Regions from separate parts of the Anser cygnoides genome. Here region 2 is linked to region 1. The links are chromatin contacts, called in public Hi-C maps. All regions are on one chromosome and are shown on one strand. Each heading gives the region's core, a stretch centred on a gene start, on an enhancer-like site or on the middle of the called end of the contact. The rest is flanking DNA. Distances are from core to core; before and after follow the strand shown. Region 1 holds the start of ELP6 (elongator acetyltransferase complex subunit 6). Region 2 overlaps SCAP (SREBF chaperone).

The links. A called contact is a pair of places that touch in the nucleus more often than the background predicts.
Region 2: a Hi-C map of liver shows a contact between it and region 1, with 1.7 times the contacts expected there. The contact joins the enhancer-like site here to the promoter of ELP6 in region 1. A contact is called at or near these places in 3 of 7 Hi-C or Micro-C datasets (all in liver).

Annotation. Positions count from the first base shown.
Region 1 is chr2:1,213,433-1,218,349 of Taihu_goose_T2T_genome, forward strand. It overlaps ELP6 (elongator acetyltransferase complex subunit 6), which reads left to right and starts at 2,889. Exons shown (of 7, transcript XM_066991103.1): 1 at 2,889-3,044. The coding sequence starts at 2,991.
Region 2 is chr2:1,268,207-1,273,123 of Taihu_goose_T2T_genome, forward strand. It overlaps SCAP (SREBF chaperone), which reads left to right. Exons shown (of 24, transcript XM_066991038.1): 9 at 629-755. Among named protein-coding and RNA genes, the nearest start is that of PTPN23, 33 kb to the right of the region's middle. Within about 2 kb of position 2,100, at least 1 of the 3 cell types and tissues checked has open chromatin away from gene starts, as enhancers often do. A contact at or near this core is called in liver, where this site is marked.

The DNA.
Region 1 (4,917 bases), core at 1,639-4,138:
CCCCCGCGCACAAGCTGAGCTCACGGCACCGTCTGCCCGGGGCCTCTTCTTGCCCCACCATTGAGCCGGCCCGACAGCTGCTCTCTCGTTAACCTCTGCTGGCCTCGAAGCTCTAATGATGATCTTTTCTGGCTCAGAGCATTACTAAAGCCTTTAGCATCGGCCCGGCGGCGGGAGACGAGGGAGCCCTCCCGCTCGGGTACGCTCCTCTTGCTGCCGAGCAATTTGATTTGCGCCTTGACCTCCGGCGGGATGGGAACATCCCGGGTAGCTCAGAGTCACCGGAGGAGGAAATCAAATGTCTTCTCCCTAAAAATCGCTTTCCACACGCTCACACCAAGAAGCCCGCTGATTTTAGTTACCCTTCCCTGCCACGCTCTTGGGAATTGCCTCAAACACTGCAGGATGAATTGTTTTGATTTGTTTAGGTGGTTTCTTTTGGTCAAGAATTGCTTTTTTTTTTTTGCCACTCATTTCGGTCTCACGTAGCACAGGAGCTTAATGGTAAGCAGCATTGCTACCTATGGATGCCATATGGCTCCGCTATGCCACACACACAAGGTTTGCTGCATTGTAAATACTGCAAATAAGCACGGAGCAGATGGAAAGGGAAGGGGCAACAGTGTTAACAGCAAAATTCTCGCTGCCTTAGCGCGGTAACAAGTCACGAATTGTGAGAAGGAATACATTAAGAAGGACAAGAGGTGTTTTGAGAGACGCAGCTGTACTTTGCGTGCGTCTTTGGTCCCCTTCCCACTGCAAAGAGAAAAAGGCAGGATTTTTACATTTCATTTACAAGGCGCTGAGGGCTCTGCGGCTCCTGGAGGAGCTGGAAGGGAAGTGCTACGGGGAGAGAAACGTGACGGTGCAGACAAAAGGTGGTCAGAAAAACGCCCCGTTTACCGGCGTACGAATGCTGCCCTGTAGAGAGCTCCCAGGTAGGAACATCCCCGGGCTCTGCCAAGTCCCTCTGCGATGCGGATGGGGCTCTGCAGACAAACCCCGAGGGCTGGGAGGACAGGAGCCAGGGGGAGGCCACTTGGAAGGGCAGCGAGGCAGTCAAGGCACGGAGCCCGGCCGGAGCTGGTTACCCACGCCCCGAGACCAGAGCCCCGGTTCCCAGCTCTCTGAAAGGGTAGGAAAACAAAAGCAAAGGGATCCGGGCTTTTAAAGCAGCTTTCAGCTAAGGCTCCTAGAGAAACGAAGCCATCAAAGGGTAGGAGAGGAAGCCCTTTCACAGCTCAGTGACCGGTTAAAAGGCAGGAAGCACGGGGCTGACACGCACGTGGGTTTCTGCAGCAAAGAGAGATGGCAGGGGGGTATCTTGGGGTCCGGGCACCTCACCCTGCCTGTGCCTACGCACTCTGGAAAGGGTCGGGGAATGGGGTGGCAAATTCTACAGATAATACACGTGTAAACATCGAAAATAAAGGCGGAAGAACAGCTGCAATGGCTCAACCAAATCTCCACGCAGCCCGCTGGCTTTTCTGCAGCAGTTCTCCTCATCAGATGGGGAAACCTGAGGCTAAGGCGAGCGCTGCGTGGTCCCAAAACTCTTCTCCCAGACCCCCAAATTTGCAGCTCAGGGGCTTCCCAAGCCCATACTGGCCCTCAAATCTCTCCTCCATGGATTTGTCCCCTTCTCCTACCAGTTCGCCCCCCCTAAGCCCACAGAACCCTTCAATATTGAAATTTGTGGTTCTTCGTAGCCCTGCGTTAAACGACACACGCGTCTCCTCGCTCTTGCTCGGCGCTTGCCATTTATTAGCATCGCGTGATGCCCCCTAATGCTCGCAGCAGATGAGGCAGTGCCGGGACCGCGCAGCTCCTCCAGGTCCCTCGGCAAATCCAGGGCTCTGCATGCCTCCCTCAGCCGGGCAATCCTCATTTATATTAAAAAAAAAAAGAAAAAGAAAAAAGATTACAAAAGCAAATAAGGGGCAGTAAATTGGGCAAGTGCATAAAAGCAAATTCAAGCAAAGGGGAAAAAAATAACCGTATGCGATTTGGACGTTCGCGGCTGCAGGCTGTAAATTAGCTGCTACTACTCGGAGAAGCAGCCGGGAATTATCGGGGCTCTGCTTTGAGAGCCCCAAATTAACGCTCAGCGGCACCCGGACGTGCCGGTGACTTGCTGGGGAGTATCAAGGACATCGGAGAGCCCTCCTGAAGACACCGGCGTGCCACGGCATCTACCCGGGTGAACGGCCGGGTGCCAAGGGTGGAGGCTCAAGGTGTAGGGCCCGGGGGGAGGCCAGGCGCTGGCGGCGGACCCCAGGGGCGACGTGGATGTTAACGACGCGGATGATGGGGGCAGTGCCCCCTCAGCACGCCCGTAGGGCCGAGGTGACCACAAGGCAGGCTGACGGAGCCCCGGGCTGCCCGGGGCCGAGCGCTGCCAGCAGCTGGAGGGATGGGACCGCGGAACCACGGCACCACGGCGGGGGCTGGGTGGGAAGGGACCCCCAAAACCCCCCACGGCCACCCCCTGCCGTGCCCAGGGCCCCCTGCCCCCAGCCCAGGCTGCCCCCAGCCCCATCCAGCCTGGCCTTGGGCACTGCCAGGGATGGGGCACCCACAGCTCCTGGGGGCAGCCTGCGCCAGGCCTCACAGGGACGGATTTTTCCCTAATTTTCCCTATTTTTTCCCTAATCCCCCTCTTTTCAGCCTAAAGCCTCCCCCGCTCCTGTCACGACAGCCCCCGACGCCCCCCCCCAGCCCAGCCCGGCGCCCCCTCAGGCTGCCCTTGGGGGGCTCCCCCCCCCCCGGGGGTGCTCCGCCACCACCCCCGGCCGCCATTTAACGCCGGGGGCCGCCGCCTGAGGTGGGGGGGGGGGTCTGTCCGTCCCCCCGGTCCCTTCCGCCCCCTCCACGAACGCGGAACCGGGGGAAGGGGAGGGAGAAGAGGGCTCCGCCCGCCGCATGCGCTGCTGCGGTTCCTCCCCCCCCACGAAGCCACGGGCACCGGGAGGCAGCGGCGGCCCCCGGCCATGCTGGCGGAGCTCAACGAGCTGCTGGGCGCCTCCCCGCAGCGCCCGGGCACGGTGAGGGCGGCGGCGGCGGGGCGGAGGCGCGGGGAACGCCGGGAGTTGTAGTCCGGGCGGCGGGGGGGGGGGGCGGCCGCCATGGCGCGGGCAGGGCCTCGCCGCCACAGGCAGCGCTGTCCCCGGCACCACCATCAGTGCCACCGCCGCTGTCACTAATGTGTCCCCCCCCCAACCCCGCCTGCAGCCCCTGGGGGGGCTGCCAGGCTTCTGCCCCGCGGGCCGGGGGCTGTGGTCACAAAACAGCATTGCCCCAAATGTATTCACGCCCCTCTGGTGCGCTGTAGGGGTTTAAGCTCCTTTAGGCTGCTCTGTTCATTTATTTTGTCCCTGTAGGTTTTTGGTTTTTTTTTTTCTGGGGCTAGTTCACAAGTCTTACGAGGAGAGACTGGGGGTGTTTAGTCTGGGGAAGACGAGGCGCAGGGCAGACCTCGCTGCTCTCTGAAAATACCTGAAAGGAAGGTGTGGGGAGCTGGGGGTCGGCCTCTTCCCACAGATAACCAGTGATAGGACCAGAGGGAACGGCCTCAAGGTGTGCCGGGGGAGGTTCAGGTTGGAAATGAGGAGACATTTCTGCTCAGAAAGAGCAGTCAGGCGTTGGGACGGGTTGCCCAGGGAGGTGGTGGCGTCACCGTCCCTGGGGGTGTTCAAGGAGCGGTTGGACGTGGTGCTTGGGGCCATGGGTTAGTGGTGACATTGTTGGGAGGGGGTGGTTGGACCAGGTGAGCTTGGAGGTCTCCTCCGACCTTAACGATTCTACGATTCTGTGAAATCATGTGGTGACAAAACACCCTGTGTAAGGGCCGTGAGGTGCTTGGGGTAAAAAGTTAACAAAACGCACGTGTGTCACGGAGAACTTGTCCTTCCTGATGGATGCTGGGTCAGGCCATAAAGGCGTGTTCGGGATGGTAGCTTTGTAAGTCAGAGCCTCCCTGCTCCTTCCCTTTTAGAGCACACGATGCCGGTAGGGTAATGTGCTTGGCCAGAAAATGGCAGCGAAGCAGTGCCCTGTTGCCAGAAGGACAGACGGACATCAGTGGGACCAAAGCAGAGGCTGCCCGAGCCCCCAGGCCCCTCAGGTTGGTGTCTGGGGGCTGAGCATGGAGGCCCCGAACGAGGAGCCTTGGTGGAGGCCGTGGGACGGGCAGGGGTGCTGTCACCCACCAGGCCCTTCTCCCAGGCAGGGGTCTCGATGGACGGAGAAATCAGAGACAAAACTGGGGATAAGGAATGTGGCCAAGCGGTATCGTGGTCTGACGCCGCAGCCCTGCAAAGTGGGGCTTGGTGCAAATTGGGAATTCAGAAGAGCAAAACCGACAGGAGGTTTGGCCTCAAGATCCCGAGTTTTGACTTGGCAGCGTAGGCAGAACCTGGCAGAGGCGCCGATCCGAAGGCTCCTCTGTGTGGGGAATTGCCTCAGATTTGTGTCTGCTCTTCCTTTTCCATCAGCCAGGGACGTGGACTTCTTCTCCACACTCGGATGCCCTACCACACCTGGCTACAAAGGCTGGCCAGAAATCAGTGTCCTGCTGTGCTTAAAAAGCACCAGCCCTTTGCAAATCTCCTCTTCCCATTCTGTTTTCTGCATCGCCGCGGTTAAGTCTGTGCCATTTTCCAAGTGCTGACTGCAGGGCTGGTAGGTGGAAGAAGCTGCTGCCTGCGTGGGTGTATCTGATATGTCACCACTGAATGCTTGTGACATCCACCGCTGCCCTGCTGATTGATTTTGGCAGTTTCTAACAAGTCGCTGCAGCTTCTGCTTTGTAGCCTGCAGGTGGAAAGAGTGCGAAAGCAGCGTGCGGAGAGACCAGGGGCAGACAGATGGAGAAGGTGCTGCAAGAAGGCGGCTTTCCCTTTGAAAGTGCTTCATCCC
Region 2 (4,917 bases), core at 850-3,349, 54 kb after region 1:
ACAGCTGTACATATGTAAGGGATGGGTGGTGAGGGAGACCTTTCCAGGGCTACCTATGGGAAAAACGAGTTCCATCCATAGCACTGCAGTTCCTCCTGTTTCAGCAGCAAAGGTGATGTTGAAGTTTTACCGTGAACCGTCAGGTAGAGAATTAGTAGTCTTGTTGATCTGATTTCTGCCGATTTGTTCCTCTTAGCCAAAGTGGTGCTACTCCTTGTGGTATCTTCTGAGGTGTTCCCTGTCTTACACAGCTTTAAATGCTGTAGTAGTGATGCTTTTTCCAATTTGGACAGACTAATTTGTGGTCGTTTAGATCAAATACATGTTCTGAGCTTGTGGATTTAGACCTTACCAGCCATATTTAAGTTCCTTTTTTCATGCCCCTGCAGTGCTGTACTGGAGCCAGTATAAGCCGCAAGCCACGTCTTCTGTCCCGTCCTTGTAACAGTTCTTGGGTACTGGGAGGATGTGGGATCTGCATTTCAGACATTGAACTGCCAGTATTTCTGGGCTGCAGCTAGTAAAGTACCTGCAGAAATAAGTCGGGATGAGGATCCCTTCTTGATTTTTTATTAATATGTCATTTTCTTTCGCTTCGTAACAGAGACTTTGCATTTCTATTTTTCAGGGAAGATTGACATGGTGAAATCGAAATGGGGCCTGGCACTGGCGGCAGTCGTCACGGTGCTCAGCTCTCTGCTCATGTCAGTTGGGCTGTGCACGCTGTTTGGTTTGACCCCTACTCTTAATGGAGGGTATGTTCCCAGCACCAAACCTCTTCCCAGACAAGGGCAGACGGAGGAGAAATCATTTGAAAACAGCTGCTCAATGCTTAGCCTTTAAGACCTAGCATTTTTCATATAAGCTTACATGATAGTGTTTACACACTGCTGTGTAAAATTATAAACAGACTTCTTGAGCTGAAGGACCTTGTGGTTTTTGTCTGTCTGGCAAAAAGATTTGACTGAGTCCCAGTCTTCCTGGAGATGCCTTATTGCTTAGCATTTGGCTCTTCCAGCCTAAAGCAAAAGGTATTATTGGGACAATGTCTTAATTATAAATACGATTTCCTGGCAGCTGAGCAGGCTCCCACATATCTTCCTCCTGCAGTGACTTGTCCTAGCATCCAGAAGTGCTCGTTGCTTGATCTTGGGCTAGCTCAGAAGAATCTTTCAGAATGGCAGAGCTGCGCTGTTTGTGCCTGGAGGCCAGCGGGTAACTTTGCACCCATCTCTGACATTTGTCAGCTCTTCTTTTGGCTGGGGCTCCTGCACACGTTGGTGTTTGGCCTTTTGCTGTGGTTACTACCACTCATATTTGTGTCAAGCTGAAAACACCTGAGAACACCATTAATTAAAGTTCAATTTGGAATCTTTCTTTTGATTTTTCTGATCCCATTCCTAAGTAATTAAGGACGTACCCATCGATTGTCTTCTCGACTCCTCCTTCCAGCCATATACCACCGGAACAATACGAAGTTTGACCATGAGGGAGGTTTTCTCAGTGCTGGTGATAGTTTACCAGGAGCCAGACCTACATGGAGGAAATCTGAGAAGCCTAGAAGAGCTACAAATAATTGACTTCAGAAACTAAATTATTTAATTATTTGTTCCTGTTTTTACTTCTGTGGTAACTAAGAGCCTTAATTATGGATCAAGACCAGATCAAGATAGGATCTACTGGAAGTTTACAATTGTAATTCAAGTAAAAACAGTATTTGGATGCAGATACATGGGGGCATCCAGTGTTGGTTCAGTCTGGTTTTAGTTAGTGCAGTGACCAAGGCCTTTGTCTACTGTCAGCGTTACTGTTGTCACACATAAGGGCTAAACTAATTCAGTTATTCCTCCCGCAGGCTAGACAGTTAATCAGTTCTTGTTTCTTAAAGTGGTTTTCCTGCAAAAAATCTTTGCCTTAAAATGATTGCACAGATGATTTCCTTTGGGGTTGAAACTTAACCCTTGCAATACCTTATAAATGATATTTAATTGGATGAAAGACACTTGGGTTCTGTGGTGATGGGTTCCGATGACATTGAGGTTTTTATTTTCTGATGACATTGAGTTGTTTTTTCAGCAGGTTGATTCTGCTCTTTCAGATAAATGCCACGTGCTAGTAACGGTGGTTGTACTTTTTGATGCAAGTCATAGGGAAGGATCCCTCAGGGCTTGATCTGGCTCCTCTCCTAAGTGCTGTAAGCGTTCGGACACTGAAGGAGAGTGAGGCACTTTGGCTGAGGCCTGCCTTTTCGTTTCCTAAATGCTCATAATTTTCAGTTCTCGACAGCTGTCACAGGTGGGATCTCGCTGAAAGCAAGAAAGGTCTGGATGAGATGAAAGTGGCATTAATATGTGAGCAAGCCGTACAGAGAATGGGTTGGGACTGCAGGTACCCAAGGGATCCTCCGACCTTTTCCTGATTCCCCAGTGTCTGCCAGAGCACTTTCCCTCTTGTTATCTGATTCCCGAGTGGGGACAGAGTGTTCTTGGTATGTCCTAGACGCAATGGTAACGTGCTAGGGGTTGGCCGGCTTCAGGGTGCAGAGTCAGATTTGTTTGGTTAAACTCTGAGCTGAATTTTAACCTTTTTTATCTGTTTTGTTTACAGCAGAGCCTTCTAGATATGGGTGTGTTTGTTTTTAATGGTACCTGTATTTACGATAAGCCTCTGTCCCTCACCGATTTTTGTAAGGTACTAAAATAGAGCTTGGTGCTTAGAGGTCAGTATCTGCTTACTGCTACCATATGATATTATAAGCTAGACCTTAATCATTATCATTCATCTATTATCTTGCTTTGATAGTTTTCCCTTGCCTTAAAGCATATTTCAGATATTAATGAAGGCAAGGTAGAATAGGTGAGGTAGACATGAGTCTTATTTTACAGAAAAGAAGACTAGGTGGAGATTGGTGGCATGCTCTGCCCAGGATTTACGACTGAACAGTAGGTTGTGCAGAATGCCCAGAGTTTGCTGAAGTGGGGTACAAGTGAGCTGGGGGACTCTGAAGGCCTCTGAACGACTCCAGAGCGCAGCCACCACGAGCTGCTAGCTCAGCTGGGTTAGAGGAGTCATCGTCTTAAATGACGACCTACCTCTCTGTATTGATTATAATTTTTTTATATATGATTTTTTGGCCTAAACTGACTAGCTCAGATGCGAACATTTACGTTTTAGATATGAGAGGCTGATGTGATGAATCCATAAAGCTTCCAAGTGATATCTTCCAAGTTTATCTTTGGGTAAACCTGTGAGTCGCTCTGTTCACATGCATGCATGGAGTCAGGGAGTCGGAGGAGATCTGTTTTCTTCGTGAGTTCATGGTGATGGGTGCTGGATCTTGCTGTGACGCAGCACCTTCTGGCGTCCAAGTGAGAAATGATCTGTAGGTGTTTCAGTAGATGGACGTGGCGTGGCGTCCATGCTCTTCCTTCCTCTTCCTACTGGAAGCTCTTTCTCAGCATTCGGCACCGGATGGCAGAAAGTACAGCGAGGATCTCTTGCCGCCTGCCTCACCGAGTGGGGAGCAGTGAACTTGGGTTTGGAGTTTGCAGGGCGCCAACAGCTCGTGTTTGACCCGCACCAGCTCGTAGCACTCTTCAAGAAAAGCCAGTGTCAGGTTGCTCTTAGCCTGCTAGCCATTTAAAATGAAACCTGCTGACTCTTCAAGGACTATTTAAATTGATAACCTGTGACTACTAATTAATTATCTTCTGCAGTTGAAGCAACTGGTTAAGTAGGACATAGCTGAGAGAATTACGGGTTTCCTTTTGCACACTTGTACTGCCGTCCGAAGGCTTACTGCAGCTCGTCTGCAAACGGTGCTGGACAGCGAGCGCTTCTTGCAGGACTGCGTGTAAGGACAGGATTCTGCAGGAGCGTGCTCTTGGGGACCGTAAGCTCTGCAGGACTGTGCTGCACCATGCGGCAGACCTCTCCCTTATGCTTGTTTCATTCTCATCATCCAGCAATTTCCATCCCTAAGGATTCCAGAGAGGTTTTCTCACGTCTATCTTCTGTTGCAAGCTGCTGTTTGGAGGAGTGGTGCCAGTTATGAGCTGAAAATGCCTTTATATAAAGCCTAAACTGAGCTGAACTGGCTGGATTTTAGGTTCTGTGACATGAGCAGGCAGTAGCCCCCGAGTGCCCTGTGTGTGTGTGTCGTTTTTCACTCAATCTAGAAATTCACTCACAGTGCAGGCGTCGGACAGGAGATGAAGGGACTGATGCGTTGCACATTGTTAGAGCTAAAATTCAATTTGGATACCTGGAGAAGGGTGTGTGGAGGTGGTTTGGTTTTTTATTATTATTATTATTTTGATTTTTTTTTTTAATTTTGCTTTGAACGGAGCTCTTGCTGTTTCAGCTTGCCGTTTGTTCAAGGAACTGGAACGAAATAGCTGAGCTCGCAGTGATTCCAGACAGGTGTTTTCCCCCAGCAGGACTTGATAGGTTGATAACAGCTCCACGTGTGCAAGTTTTGTTGAAGCCAATGTCAGATGGCTGTAGGCAATCCAAAGCGGCGTTTGGGAAGGTGGTCCGTGGGGGTTGTGGCAGGTACTGGCAGAAAGCAGGAGGTGTTCTCCTGAAACCCTGTTGTTTAGCTGTCTTGGCTCTTAGTGATCTGCCAAGGGGTGCGCGTACCTGCACGCACACACGTTCTCCTGTTGGACCTGCACAGACCAGCACAGCACAAATTGATTACCCTCTGCAAGGACACATCCCTATTCTTGCCTAAGTTTAGCTGGAGGGAAATGAGATTTACCACCTCCCGTGCATGGATCAGCTTCTTCTCCTGCTGAGCTGGGCTGTAAGTAGTTAAAAGAGAGAAAAAAGTGAGAAGGCAAGTTGGGTAAAGTCACAGCGGTGGCCTTGGGTAGTCTTTCTCGTCTGCTTGAATATATTCTGAAGGGCAAATCC